Regions from separate parts of the Mus musculus genome. Here regions 1, 2, 3 and 5 are each linked to region 4. A link is a contact called in public HiChIP or PLAC-seq and promoter capture Hi-C data. All regions are on one chromosome and are shown on one strand. Each heading gives the region's core, a stretch centred on a gene start, on an enhancer-like site or on the middle of the called end of the contact. The rest is flanking DNA. Distances are from core to core; before and after follow the strand shown. Region 1 holds the start of Cyp24a1 (cytochrome P450, family 24, subfamily a, polypeptide 1). Region 2 has its middle 30 kb from the start of Gm33622. Region 3 has its middle 46 kb from the start of Gm52536. Region 4 holds the start of Tshz2 (teashirt zinc finger family member 2). Region 5 has its middle 22 kb from the start of Gm52536.

Region 1 (2,700 bases), core at 151-2,650, 860 kb before region 4:
TATGGTACTTTCACATGGCCTACAGTGCACTACATATATTATAAAATGTATGTTTCACAGAAACACAAGAGACTACATGAACTTATAGTGCATGCCGTATACACGACAGTGCATATTAACATTGATCTAGTGGATTTCATATAAATTATTGCATATATGCAGTTTTTGTTTGTTTGTTAGCACGACCTCTTAGGGGAAATTCGAGACGACAGTATTGGAGCACAAATCACAAATTTGCAAAAGCCTTTCCAGAAGCAGACAGGTGTTTACGGAAGACTTTGCTATTGCTTGGGTCACAGTAACCTTCGGTCAGGTGACTGGAAAGCCGAGGAGGAAAGTCTCTGCCTCCTGCCTGGTTGCTGGCGCTTGGCATTGGAACAGCAGGAAACAATATGAGTCACTTTAAATCAGTGAAGACCAATTTCCTTTCCAGAATTAGGAAAGTGAGCTCTAATCTATCCAGATACAAAAGCAAGGGTGCATCTGTGGCTAACTCTGCCTGCTTTAGGGAGAAAGTGGGGGCGCTTAGGAATCGGTGGGTGCCTCTGCTCTGCGAAGGGTGGGCGGTGTGCAAGAAGGAAAGGCTTAAGGGGACATTGGGAAGCACTCCAAAGGAACCAAGCCATGCCCTCAAGGCACTCCACAGTCTCCCGCAGAACTAAAGCCACTAGCATCCTTTGTTGAGGACATACACCTGTGTACGTGCATTCATTTATTCGGTTCCCTAACAACCCAACCCGAAGCATCGAGGAATCTGGTAAGGAAATTCTGCAAATCGCATTGGGCTTTCTTGCCTAGCTTAAGACCCTGGGTAAGAAAATTATCTCCGCCCCCCCCCCCCCCCCACTTGTTGGTATATCCTAGTAAGTTTCAAATCCTCTCTTCCTTCAGAGGCTCAAAAAGGCAACATTCATCCAAAGGAAGTCCAGCTCAGGCTACGAAAACTTGTCTCCCGGGATGTTGGGAGGCAGGCTCGCTCTCCACTCTCTTGGCAAGCGCGGGCGGTCTTCCGCACTGTCCTCAGGAACCTTGCCCGCCCTGAGTGGCGATTGTGCAAGCGCAGCCTTGGGCTCCTGCAAGGCCGGCTGCAACCTGCAGGAGGAGGGAGAGGAGGCGTGCTCGCAGCGCACCCGCTGAACCCTGGGCTCGACTCGCCTTTCTCAGGTTATCTCCGGGGTGGAGTCCACCACGGTGCGTCCGCCGGGCCAGCAGCGTGTCGGTCACCCGAGGCCCCGGCGCCCTCACTCACCTCGCTGACTCCATCCTCTTTCCACACCCGCCCCCCGCGTCCCTCCCATCCTTGCCAGTCGGTCCCCCTCCGCCCTTATTCAGCGTGCTCATTGGCCACCTCCAGCATGCCCTGTTCCCATAAATACGAGGTCCCTAAGCCCGGGAGCTCGGGGAGGCACAAGGAGGTACATCAGACCTGGCGGCATCCCTTCGACCCTCCTTGACCCCTCGTGGCTTTAGACCTTAGAAGTCAAATTTGCAAAGCCACAGAGTACTCGGGCCAAACCCCGGCCGCTCTTCCCCAGCCACTGTGGCCAGCTCAGGGCAGGGACCTGCGCCCTAAACAACTGCACCTTGCAGCATCCCTGGGCATCTGCCTCTTCCAAGTCCATCCTGTTGTACAGTATTTTACCACACCCGCGGCTTCTGTTTGCCTCTCTTCCCCAAATCGCCAAAACTTCAGAACCCAACAGCACTTCCGAAATACCTTACCCATTTCAGTCCCTACTGCTCCTCGAGTGTCACGGGTCGCCTGCTACTATGAGCTGCCCCATTGACAAAAGGCGCCCCCTGATCGCTTTCCTGCGCCGGCTGCGGGACCTCGGGCAACCCCCAAGGTCCGTGACATCCAAGGCGCACGTGAAGCGTGCGCCAAAAGAGGTGCCCCTCTGCCCGCTGATGACCGACGGTGAGACTCGGAACGTCACCTCCTTACCTGGACCCACCAACTGGCCACTGCTGGGCAGCCTACTGGAGATTTTTTGGAAAGGTGGCCTGAAGAAACAGCACGACACACTGGTAAATAGTTTGTTTCCTAATCACCTATTGTCCCCTGTTCCCTATTCCTTCCGGTCGGGGTGGCAGGGGGAGCTCAGGTCAGCAGCTCGAGGCAGAAGCGCCCGGGGCACCTGAGGATGCGCGCTGATGGCATTTGGCCCGCCCCGCTGCAGGCAGAGTACCACAAGAAGTATGGCCAGATTTTCCGGATGAAGCTGGGCTCCTTCGACTCGGTGCATCTGGGCTCGCCGAGCCTGCTGGAAGCTCTGTACCGCACAGAGAGCGCGCATCCCCAGCGGCTAGAGATCAAACCCTGGAAAGCCTATCGGGACCATCGCAACGAAGCCTACGGGCTGATGATCCTGTGAGTCAGTCCCCTCTGCTGGACGGAGACGATGGGAGGCTGGACGTGCGGGACAGTGGGGAAGGGGAGTCGTTAGAGTTCCCTGGGACGTATGGACAACGAATATAAAGCCCCTGCTCTACCTAGAGCTGGTGCCATCCTGAAATTGTGCTGTAGAGAGTGGGTTCCCCTCACAAGCTATTCAGTGAAGGGATGCACACATGCTGCCTCCCCCAACAGGACACATCAAAAGCACCATGCCCGCTTTATTTGGGCTTCACCTTCCAGGTGTCGTCTTGGGCAAGACTTAACCCTAACGTCAAACCAAATATTTTAACGTTGTTTGACAA
Region 2 (2,700 bases), core at 97-2,596, 620 kb after region 4:
AGCCTAGTTGACAGAGTAAGTTCCAGATAAACCAGGAATGGATATATGGACTCTGTCTCAAAAATAAATTAAAATTAAGTTGTGTGTTTTAATACACCTCCTTTTTAATTTTCTGTTTTCCCAAACTTCTTTGTGCTCTGCAATGCGCATGATCAGAGATGTGCTTATTAAATTGATGAGAAAGTACACAGGCAATGGCTGCATATCCTCCGGCTCGCCCAGGCGTGAGCATGGCTCTTCGTGGTCCTGCTATCCGGACTGCATGCATTTAAAATGCTGCCTTTGTGTTCAGTTGGGATATGGGAGTTAACTTAGATTTTCCAAGCACTGGATCATAGCACAAGTTATCTTAATTCCTGATGTGAGAGTCCCCAGGTAGCTGCCAGGTGTCATAGTTGCAGCGGGGACCTCGATGGCCTTGTCCCTTCTTGTTCCTGTCTAGGATACCTAGGATGCTGAAGCCAAGTACTCAGCCATCAACAATTTCACTTCAGTCTCTGGTCCTGCTTGTCCAGTTCTGCCTGGAGGATCTCTTTCAACATCTCCATGCTGCTTCCTTGGCCCATCAGGATAACCACATATTCATAGCTCAGCCGCCACCACAATAAACTACATCTCCTCCTTTTCTATCAAGGCACGTAGGGGGGGAAGAAATGCCACCTTTTATTGAATCTTTCTGAGGCATATGTGTTGATAACTCCTCGCATAACCTGCGATGGAGGGGGACTGCTAGTAAAGCCAACGCAATTATGACTGGGTAATTTGAAGGGCCCACTTTCTCTTGACAGCAAATTAATTGATGTTATAATGGGTTTGTCACCCTGTCATCCATCAACATTTATTGAGTTCTGACAATGTGCTGGATTACATGTGAAAGAGTGCATGCACGCACACGTGCACACACGTGTGTGTGTGTGTGTGCATGTGTGTGTGCACGCACGCGCTCAAGTGTGTGCGTGTGTGTGTGTGTGTGTGTGTGTGTGTGTACGTACACACACACACACCAAAATCCAACTTATTTCTTCTGAAACTGGCCCACTTACCGTATGGTTTGGGGTGTATAAAGTTTTCCTATGTAGGATTTAAAGTCATAATTCCTGGGTCCCTGCTCCCCACCCCCACCCTCCTCTCCTCATTTATCTCAGCACAATGGCGCTGGTTGGCTTTGAAGATGAGTTGTAATCAACTCGTGAAGTGGAAGAAAGAGAATTCTGATTTGCGGGAGGAAGAAGCTCTCACGGAGCGTTGCATTTTAATGACTCTTGTTTATTAATGACCCGGGCTTTCCTGATCCACAGTCGACTGTGAGGGCTGGAAGGGTCCCTGCAGATGCTGTCTCCCCACAGAGGCAACATCAGGGATCTGGTGGCTTGCAGAGCTGACTTCTGCTACCTGGGCCTGGGTACAGGGTGGGGCCGTGACTGAAAATGACTGGGACAATTGGTTTGTGAAACGGGCAGAGGGTGGTCAGGGGCACAAGTCAGGAGCAAAAATCAATCACCAGAAAATTAAGAGACTTCGTTTGCAGCTGCTGAGGAGGAGATTTAAAAAAAATCACAGGAAACAAAACCCCACTGAAAAGAGGTGTTTAATTTTTAGGTCGCCCTGAGTCTAGGGTGAAAGAATACTCTAGTGTGGATCTCCAGCTTTGTCTCCCCCGGCATCTATTGACATATTTATTCGCATGTGTAAACCTGCTTTGAGCGACACTTTCTGGTATTAAATCAGACCGCCCCCCGGAGCAAAACTTCATCGGAACCGTGCTTCCTTTATCTCAGAAGCTCCGGTTACAACCTAATGTTATTTTAACAGTTTTTCTTTAATTTAACGATATTTAATTTGTATTCACTCAAGTGACATACAATAGATCATGCTATTACTATGATTTATATCCGACGAACTGGCATAAATCCACCATTATAAATTGCGCCTGTAAATGAAACTATTATTTTACAGGAATTACCCGAGCAAAAAGGCTAAGGACCCTCCAAGTCAACCTTAGTCAAACCCACTCTTTCGAGTTTTATATTTTATGCCTGCAGTAAAGGCTTCCCTGAAAGCTCATAACCCACGCACACAAAAAAAAGTCATTCGAAGTACATTAATTACGATAATACCGTCCAAAAAGCTGCAAGGGCCTATTTTTGTGACATCATTCTCTGATTTCTTACTACCTTAAATTATCTCTTTGATGGCCATGGAGATTAACAGTCATGCTTTTATCATTAAATATAAGGCATTTTAAAGCCTCATCCACCTAGGTTCTAATTGATATTGCTTTAAGTTGGCAGATAGTGACCTGATTTATAATTTAAATATGCAGCATTATCTGCCTCTCTTGAGCAGAACGAAAAACCGAAGTCCCTCTCATCTTTCTCGGCAATGTTAACATCAAGGAAAAGTCACTTTCTTTTTCCCCCCACCCCCGCCCTTTTATATCCTAAGCCTAATTGAAAACTGTTCATTGAATTTCAACATGATAGAAAAGTCTTTTTATCTCTCAATTTGTCCATTAGCGATTATAATTGAAGTATCTGCTGCAGCACCGAGTTGATATTGTTCTTGTTAAAATTCCGAGTTTCTCTAAATCTTTCAGAAGACATCAAAAAATGCATACGAGTATCTGCGCACACACGCACGCGCACGCATGCACACACATGCGCACGCACACACACGCACGAGCACGTACCCGCCTCTATG
Region 3 (2,700 bases), core at 22-2,521, 600 kb after region 4:
GGTCTGGCGGTAAGTGCCTTTACTAAGCTATCTCTCACCCGGTTAGGGCAGTCAGGGCGGTTAGGGCGGTCAGGGCGGTCAGGGCGGTCAGGGCGGTCAGGGCGGTCAGGGCGGAACTGATCTTGGCTCCCCTACATGATTTGCTTGGGTCTCACAGTGCTTTCTGTCAGTAGCATGGGGAAGGCACTTTTCCTTCCAAACCCTAGGCCGACTCAAAGAAGCCTCGGGGCCACGTATGATGCCTGTGAGCTGCGAACCCATTCATAGAGACTCAGACCTGCACATCCTGGTGCTTTAAAGCAGAGCAAAATCCAAAGACTATAGACCCGCTGAACCGGGCGGGGAGAGGGGAAGGGGAGGGGAGAGAGGAGGGGCGGGGGTCCTTTAGGCCTAAAGTTCAATTCCTGAGACTACCATGATGGAAAAAAAAAAAGAATGAACTCCAGAAAGCTGTCCTCTGACCTCCACATTCTGAGTCTCTCTCTCTCTCTCTCTCTCTCTCTCCCTCTCTCTCTCTCTCTCTCTCTCACACACACACACACACACACAGAGAGAGAGAGAGAGAGAGAGAGAGAAAGAGAGAGAAAGAGAGAGAAAGAGAGAGAGAGAGAGAAATTTCTATCCACCAAGCAGTCAGAAAAGTTGTGGGCTGAAGAACGCTTCCAGCTTTAACAAAGTTTTAAGTAGGGTAAAGGACGAACTACAACTTCTTTGTGTTTGCACCCCATTATTCCCACCTGCTTAACACTCCATTGTACACATGAAACCCTGGTTAGCATAATCTCTTACAGATGGAGAAATCTCAATAAGGCCTTTAAAGAAGGAAGAAATGCCAGGAAATTACCATCTCGACACAAAGGAAAGCAAAAAACAGGCAACATTCTCATGGGTAATTTCTAGCCCACTTAAATTTAAAATGACATTAAAATTATCATCCTGCTTATTTCTGGGGAACCTAAGTTCCTCCCACGCACCCAGTCCTATATATTTAATTCCCGAACAAACAATTTTGCCTAACCCCACGGTCCAAAAACTCAAATTATGAGCTACTTATTCCATCCAACCAAAAGCTTCCAGAACATAGAATGAACCACTTGCTGAAGTGGTTGTTATTATTATTCGAATAATATTGACGTTCATCTCCACTGGGGATTCCCCTTCAGCTCTCTTCTCAGAGGGTACTTAAGTAAGAATTCTGACTCCTAAAAGAGAGTGAGGGATGTGTTTTGGCAGAGGAGAAATGACAAGCACAGAAAGCATGGGGCTTTCTGGATGTGGGGCTCTTCGCTTAGTCTCCAGGCTGGGTTATGTGAAGCAGAAGGACGATGAGTGGCCAAAAGACTGAAGCTGAGTGGTTGGAACTCATTTTCTGGGGGGCTCCTGAGGAAGAGGAGCTATTCCCAGCCCTTTGTCAGATTCTTCTCCTTTCCAGGAAGGGTCAACAGGTCAGGCACCTTAGCCCATGGCAGAATGGAAATTCTCAATGTGTGTGTGTGTGTGTGTGTGTGTGTGTGTGTGTGTGTGTGTGTGTGTGTGAGAGAGAGAGAGAGAGACAGAGAGACAGAGAGACAGAGATAGAGAGAGAGAGACAGAGAGAGAGAGAGAGAGAGACAGACAAAGACAGACAGAGAGAGACAGACAGAGAGAGACAGACAGACAGAGAGACAGAGAGACAGAGAGACAGAGACAGACAGAGAGACAGAGAGAAAAATTGGGGCCAGAAGGAAAGGGTACAGAGCTGTCAGTGTGGAGGAATCTGTCCCTCCAGTCCCTGTGGAACACTGGAACTGGAAAAGCAGGAAGTCCCTCAAGGAATGACTGCATAGCAGATGTGTTTTCAGATTTCATGTCAATGACAAATGTCGGAGAGTAACAGCTGGGCAGGAAAGGTGTTTGGGCCTCAATTACAAAGAGTGTTGGTCTATATATGTTTAGGTCAGGGCGTGGCACTATTAGAGAAGGTGTGTCAGTGTGAATGTGGGCTTTAAGACCCTCATCCTAGCTGCCTGGAAGTCAGTCTGCTAGCAGCCTTCAGATGAAGATGTAGAACTCTCAGCTCCTCCTGCACCATGCCTGCCTGGATGCCTCCATGTCCTGCTTTAATGATAATAATAAGAGAACTGAACCTCTGAACCTGTAAGCCAGCCCCAATTAAATGTTGTCCTTTATAAGAGTTGCCTTGGTCATGGTGTCTGTTCACAGCAATGGAAACCTAAGCTAAACAGTGCCCTCCACTGTCGACCCAGTTACCCATTGCTTGAGACAAGGCAGAACACCACCACTGCAGAGACATGTGGTAAAGGCAGAGTGGGATTAGGGACCGGTTACACCATTAAGATCTGTTTCCTCTACCAGGCCCCATCTTCCACACTGCTGTCATCTGCCATTGTTCAGACTGGGAATTCTGCTGTCTCAGCAGTGGGTTCCTCCTCAGAAGCCAGTCACATCCCCCAAACCTATCAGCCTGAGGAGTACATGTCACATACAAAAGCACAACAGAGAGTCCAGGGCAGCAGGGCAGCCTTCCCAGATACCAACATCACCAACATGGCCGAGAAGTACTAGAAAGCTTTGGAGTTTGGAGAGTGCCTTAGTCAGGGTTTCACTGCTGTGAACAGACACCATGACCAAGGCAACTCTTATAAAGGACCACACTTAATTGCAGCTGGCTTACAGGTTCAGAGGTTCAGTCCATTATCA
Region 4 (2,700 bases), core at 67-2,566:
CGCCGGGCTCAGGGGCCGGGCACCCGGAGCGGAGCCATCTCTTACCTGCCGCCCGCTTGGGTGCCTGCTGTTTCCTCCTTGGCATCGCTCTACTTAGCTCCAGTCTCACTTCTGGCGCCCCAGCCCCGAGCCGCGCGCGGGGGCCGCAGTCTCGCTCGTCTTTCTGTGGCTCCTAGGACGTCACTCGGCCTCTGTCCCCCTGAAGATCCCCCTGCCAGCGCTCCAGCGCGGGGCCGGAGACCCCCTCTCTGGGTGGCAGATATGTGGCTCGCGCCTGCTGCTTGCAAGTGGAGGTTGGTTCTGCCTTGTTTGTTTGTTTGGTTTTTTTTCCCCCTCTCTTTTTGTTTTGCTTTTGGATTTTTTTCTTTTTTTGGTTTTGCTTTTTGCTGTTTTTTTGGTGACTGGTGAGACACTTGATTTCTTTATTAAACATCCAAGACGGGGTTCAGATGGCAGGGATGAGGGGCGCACACGCGCCACGCGCACACTCGCGCTTAAAGATAAGGGGGGAAACAATCCCGGGAAGACAGTGGATTTCTTCTTTTTCTTCTTCCTTCTCTTTCCCTCCTCCTCTTCTTCCTCCTCTTCCTCCACCTCCTCTTCCTTTACCACCTCCTCCTTCTCCTCCTTCTCCTTCTCCTCCTTCTCCTCCTCCTCCTCCTCCTCTTCCTCCTCCTCTTCCTCTTCTTCCTCCTCCTCCTCTTCCCTGATCTTGATGGCGGATTCGCGCTGGGGAGAGATCACTCACTGTAGGTTTGTTGTTGCTGTCAGATCCCCGTCTGTGAGTGATATGCGAGAGGACAGGAGCGGGTTTGGGAAAGACAGAAAATCTGGAATTCACTCACACACACACACACACACACACACACACACACACACACACACACACACACACCACACATACGCACACGCACGCTCGCTCTCACACACAAGCACTCTCGCTTACACACACACACACACACACACACACACTTACACTCACACTCCCCACATATGCTCTCTCTTACACACACACACACACACACACACACACACACACACACACACACACACACTCACACACACACAAGACAGGGCGAGGCGATGCCAGCAAACATCGATCCCGGCTGAACAAACTGAACATTAACAAACTCCTCCTCTTCTCCCTGCGACCTGATGACAGGGAGAAATTTACTCCCCAGCCGCAGAGCGCCAGGCAGAGGGAGTCTATTAAAGGGACAGTGTCCCGCCTGGGAGAGGAGCTGGAGAAAGAGGACCCAGCCGGCTTGGCTGCAGCCCTGGAGGCACCCACCTCCTCCTCACTGGGGCAGTGGAGTGTCCGCCTGTCTAGATGCCCCTCCAAGAGGAAGAAAAGGGGGAGTGGGAAGGAAGGGGGCGGGGCTCTGGCAGAGTTGGAGACAGTTAGAGTTGGAGATTAGAAGGGGACAATCTAGGTTTGCTTGGGAGACAGATTAGGGGGATGGGACTATATCCAGTCTCAACCTGTTCTCCAGCAAATAACCTCCTCTCACTATGTAAGTTCACATTGCTTTAACTTCCACCTTCTTGGAGTATTGGGATTTTTTTTTAAACTTCTGCTTCCTGGGCAGACTAATTACATAACCTTCATTGTGTTTCCTTCCAATGCTGATATTTATTGAGCACCTATGGTGCACCTGTTATACAGTCACCACAGTGACAGAGAGTGGGGAAGTCCAGATTGTGGCTGTTATCAAGGGTGAGAGGAACAACATCTGAAACAACTTGCCCCCTGGTGGTGTTCAGTCACTTCCCAGAGGTCTACCTTGCTGAAAATTTGATGTCCACCTTTCTCTATTTGCTTTCTCCGCTGGGCTCATCAAGGAAGGTGGATGCTGTGCACAGCTCGCTCTTTGGGTAATTGCCTCAGATCTCACTAGAGTATAAGTTCTTAGGGAGTTGTGCCCTCGTTTATCGTATTCTATCTCCCAATGGTGCCAAACAGAAAACATAGAGCTCCACCCCCAATAGTGCAATAAATGAAGAGGAAGCAGGGCATGCTGGGAGTACAACTTCAGAGTGGCCCGGATTGGTTAAAACTGAGTGTTGTTTTGGGGCTGAAAGAGGAGTCCATTCTGGAGAGTCTATTGTAGCTGAACCCGGTCTCCCTGGGTACCACTGCACACGGGGAGGTAGGTACCTTTCAGCACGTGTGAACAGGATGACCCTGTCCTGAAGACGCTTTCCTTCCTTCCAGTTGGGTAGAAAGTCAATGACAAGTGGGAAGGCAGCGGAAGGAGGTAGAGCTAGGAGCCTAATGAACCTGATACTGGGCATTGAACTCAGGGCACCGTACATACTGGGCAGGCAAGACATCATACATGCTGGACAGGCAAGGCACAATGCATGCTGGGTAGGCAAGGCATAATGCATGCTGGGTAGGCAAGGCATCATACATGCTGGGTAGGCAAGGCATCATACATGCTGGGCAGGCAGTCTATCACTAAACTATGTTTCTGATCCTCTTCATTTTTTTCTTAAATGTTGAGACAGAGGTCTTGCTAAGTTATTCAGGCTGACCTTGAACTCATTCTTAGATAGGTCTTCAAACTTGGGATCTTCTGGTCTCAGGCTCCTGAGTAGCTGGGCTGATAGGCCTGAGACACAGACTGTCATGAATCTGGAGTATGAAGAAGGAAGGATGTTTACCAAGTGGGGCTGCCTGGGGCAAGTCACAGATAG
Region 5 (2,700 bases), core at 146-2,645, 530 kb after region 4:
TTGGTTGGTTGGTTGGTTGGTTGGTTTTGGTTGGTTGGTTGGTTGGTTTTGGTTGGTTGGTTGGTTTTGGTTGGTTGGTTGGTTTTGGTTGGTTGGTTGGTTTTGGTTGGTTGGTTGGTTTTGGTTGGTTGGTTGGTTGGTGGTGGTAGTGGTTGTTGTTTTGTCTTTGGTTTTTCAAGACAGGGTTTCTCTGTGTAGCCCAGGCTATATTGGAACTTGATCTGTAGACCAGGCTGTCCTTGAACTCACACAGATCCACCAGCCTCTGCCTCCTGAGTGCTGGAATTAAAGGTGTGGGCCACAACCACCTGGCTTCTGTTTTAAAATACCATTTCTTCCCTTATTGCATTTACCAAATAGTTTTTCTTCCACATTCACAAATAGGAACTGAGACATAGCCAAGCCACCATTCATATTTATTGAGAAAGTCTAGTTTCCAGTTGAGAACCATCTTCCCCATCCCTTGAGGGCCCTCTACTTCAGCCTCCATAGCTCCTGTCATTTTGTTGCGTCTGGAGTTGTTCTTCTGGCTGTTGTTAGTTTCACCGGCATGTTTATATCTACGAGATCAGAAGTGGAAATTACATAAAATCTGAGGCCAGTTAAATAACCCCAATATCGTTCTAATATACCATTCAGTCGTAGTAACCAACTGCCCCATAAGGGCGTGTTAAGAATCAGCAAACTGGCAGAGCCATGAATAAACCAGTTTCTGCAGGTTTCAGTCACTGCTGTATTTCCATGGCCCAGCACATGACTAACGACTCAGAGAATAAACATTGCGGAGTGGTGGGAAGGAGGAACTAGAAAGCTGCCTGGTGCGTGCAATCACAGACTCCCTGGAACCCACGGGAGGAGTCAGTGCTGCTCAGAGGCATGCATGCTGTGGAGACTTACTGGAGAACACAAGAAGGGAAAGCCTAGAAGATTCTCTCCCCCAAGGGTTCTGGAGAAGTTCTAACCATGTTCACTCTGGAAACACTTCCGTGAGTCACCAGTTTTTCGGGATAAAGGAAATTCAATCTGGATTGAGGGCAAAGAATGCCTTCTACGGCCAAGATGGGAGGTGTTTCCTGAAGAGCAAACAAATGTCCCGGACCTTCCTACTGCTGTGGTAGACAGATAGGAAGAGGAAATGGGGGCAGGGCATGCTGGAGTTCAAGGGTAGGGCCCTGCATTGCCTGTGTAAAACCCTGGATTCTATCCAGTATCAAATAAAACTGGGGGAGGGTACTGCCTTGTGATCCCAGCACTTGGGAGAGAGAGAAAAGAGGACCGGGGGTTCACAATTATCCTTGGCTACATTGGAGGTCAGCCTGGGCTACATGAGATCCTGCCTCAACAGACAGAGCGGGAGCACAGTGGAGATACTGAGCCGGCAACAGGATGGGGTCAAAGTTCATGCAGCGTCTGCTTCCCCTCTCCAACAGGGACACCATCGCCCTCCCTCAAGATCCTATAAACAAGTGAGAGAAGCGCACCTTGGTCAGCAGCATTGACGTTTACTCTGTCTTTCTATAAGAAGAAAGAAAAAAAAAAAAAGAAACAAAAAAACTTTTCAAAGTACCTGATCGTACTGATCTATAAGGAAATTAAAACGTCGCTCCCTCTAGGCAAAGTCATATTCAAATTTTTAAAAAAAATGGGCTTTTTCTTCTCTGTGTTTGTGTGCCAACTTTGGGGGTCATCCCTCAGATGCCTTCCCCCTTTGGCTTGAGAAGTAGCCTCTCACGGACCTATAATTCTCCATGTAAGCTAGGCAGGCAGCCAGGGAAGCCCAGGGGTCCTTCTGCCTCTGCCTCCCCAGTGCTGGGATTGCAAGCATGCACCACCATGCCTGGTTTTTCACATGGGTTCTGAGGATGGAAGTCTAGTCCTTGTGCTTGCAAGGCAAATATTTCACCAAATGAACCATGGCCTCAGACACCGCCAACCCCTGGCCCACCCCCACCCCCACTCCCCCACCCACCCACCCCACCCACCCCACCCCCCCACCCCCGTCACCAGTCTCCAGCCCCACCTACGCCTCCCCCATCCCTCCCCTGCCTCTCCCACACACCACCACCACCCCACCCGCCCCCGCATATTTTAATTGGAGTAGACTCTGGCTTACAGTCTTTTGGCCTCTGGCATCAGCCTCGGTTCACGGTAGGGTCACGTCCTCAGCACCCCCACCACAACCCCGCCTCTGCCACTGAAGCTCAGGTCTGAAGGCAGAAATTCTCTCCAATAACATCTCCTTTGACTTGGAGGATGTAACTCAAAATCACATCGGGTGGAGTTTTTTAAGTCTGGAACTAGGAAACCCGGGGTCACAGCAGCAGTGTCCCAGCCTCCTTCCACCCTGTCATTTCTCCATATAATTTTCCTTCCCATGACCATCAAGTGGTCCAAAACTGTTGCTGGAAGTACCCGCTGCCATCAGGTATCATACGATCCGGAAGAATGGAAGGAGAGAGGCATAGAGTCGGCTCCTTTTAAATATATTCCCACATAATTAAACAAAAACTTAGATTCACAGCCCCAGTGTGCTGCAAAGGACTCTGGGAGGACTTGCTACACTGGGGGCTGTTTTGTGGTACTGAATAACTGAAGGTCAAGTCTAGGGAATACGGGGAGGGGCGGTTTCAGGTAAGGAAATTATCGGTTCTCCCACTCACTCCAGTATGGCTTATGCCCAGTTTTAATTTGTCTTTCTCT

The links. Promoter capture Hi-C pulls out the DNA fragments that hold promoters and counts their contacts. HiChIP or PLAC-seq counts read pairs in DNA pulled down with a chosen protein or histone mark.
Region 1: an HNF4G HiChIP or PLAC-seq map of pancreatic cancer cells shows a contact between it and region 4. The contact joins the promoter of Cyp24a1 here to the promoter of Tshz2 in region 4. A contact is called at or near these places in 5 of 39 promoter capture datasets (the 3T3-L1 cell line, hippocampal neurons, liver and 1 more) and 2 of 115 datasets of contacts at active chromatin or transcription factors (embryonic midbrain and pancreatic cancer cells).
Region 2: an H3K4me3 HiChIP or PLAC-seq map of embryonic hindbrain shows a contact between it and region 4, with 7 times the contacts expected there. The contact joins the enhancer-like site here to the promoter of Tshz2 in region 4. A contact is called at or near these places in 6 of 39 promoter capture datasets (the 3T3-L1 cell line, cranial neural crest, embryonic stem cells and 2 more), 2 of 484 Hi-C or Micro-C datasets (both in nephron progenitors), 9 of 115 datasets of contacts at active chromatin or transcription factors (craniofacial prominence, embryonic basal ganglia, embryonic forebrain and 6 more) and 1 of 9 other capture datasets (embryonic stem cells).
Region 3: a contact with region 4 is called in a promoter capture Hi-C map of cranial neural crest. The contact joins the enhancer-like site here to the promoter of Tshz2 in region 4. A contact is called at or near these places in 15 of 39 promoter capture datasets (the 3T3-L1 cell line, cranial neural crest, embryonic stem cells and 7 more), 7 of 115 datasets of contacts at active chromatin or transcription factors (astrocytes, embryonic basal ganglia, embryonic forebrain and 4 more) and 2 of 9 other capture datasets (embryonic stem cells and liver).
Region 5: an H3K4me3 HiChIP or PLAC-seq map of embryonic stem cells shows a contact between it and region 4, with 6 times the contacts expected there. The contact joins the enhancer-like site here to the promoter of Tshz2 in region 4. A contact is called at or near these places in 13 of 39 promoter capture datasets (the 3T3-L1 cell line, cranial neural crest, embryonic stem cells and 7 more), 1 of 484 Hi-C or Micro-C datasets (nephron progenitors) and 10 of 115 datasets of contacts at active chromatin or transcription factors (embryonic basal ganglia, embryonic forebrain, embryonic hindbrain and 5 more).

What each region holds. Positions count from the first base shown.
Region 1 is chr2:170,495,845-170,498,544 of GRCm38.p6, reverse strand. Cyp24a1 (cytochrome P450, family 24, subfamily a, polypeptide 1) reads left to right here and starts at 1,400. Exons shown (of 12, transcript NM_009996.4): 1 at 1,400-2,028; 2 at 2,181-2,371. The coding sequence starts at 1,771. It also overlaps a transcript of Pfdn4 not described here.
Region 2 is chr2:169,009,002-169,011,701 of GRCm38.p6, reverse strand. No RefSeq gene overlaps it. Among named protein-coding and RNA genes, the nearest start is that of Gm33622, 30 kb to the right of the region's middle. Within about 2 kb of position 1,346, at least 4 of the 459 cell types and tissues checked have an H3K27ac peak or open chromatin away from gene starts, as enhancers often do.
Region 3 is chr2:169,031,447-169,034,146 of GRCm38.p6, reverse strand. No RefSeq gene overlaps it. Among named protein-coding and RNA genes, the nearest start is that of Gm52536, 46 kb to the left of the region's middle. Within about 2 kb of position 1,271, at least 5 of the 459 cell types and tissues checked have an H3K27ac peak or open chromatin away from gene starts, as enhancers often do.
Region 4 is chr2:169,631,125-169,633,824 of GRCm38.p6, reverse strand. Tshz2 (teashirt zinc finger family member 2) reads right to left here and starts at 1,316. Exons shown (of 2, transcript NM_080455.3): 1 at 46-1,316. The coding sequence starts at 85.
Region 5 is chr2:169,100,161-169,102,860 of GRCm38.p6, reverse strand. No RefSeq gene overlaps it. Among named protein-coding and RNA genes, the nearest start is that of Gm52536, 22 kb to the right of the region's middle. Within about 2 kb of position 1,395, at least 4 of the 459 cell types and tissues checked have an H3K27ac peak or open chromatin away from gene starts, as enhancers often do. A contact at or near this core is called in embryonic stem cells, where this site is marked.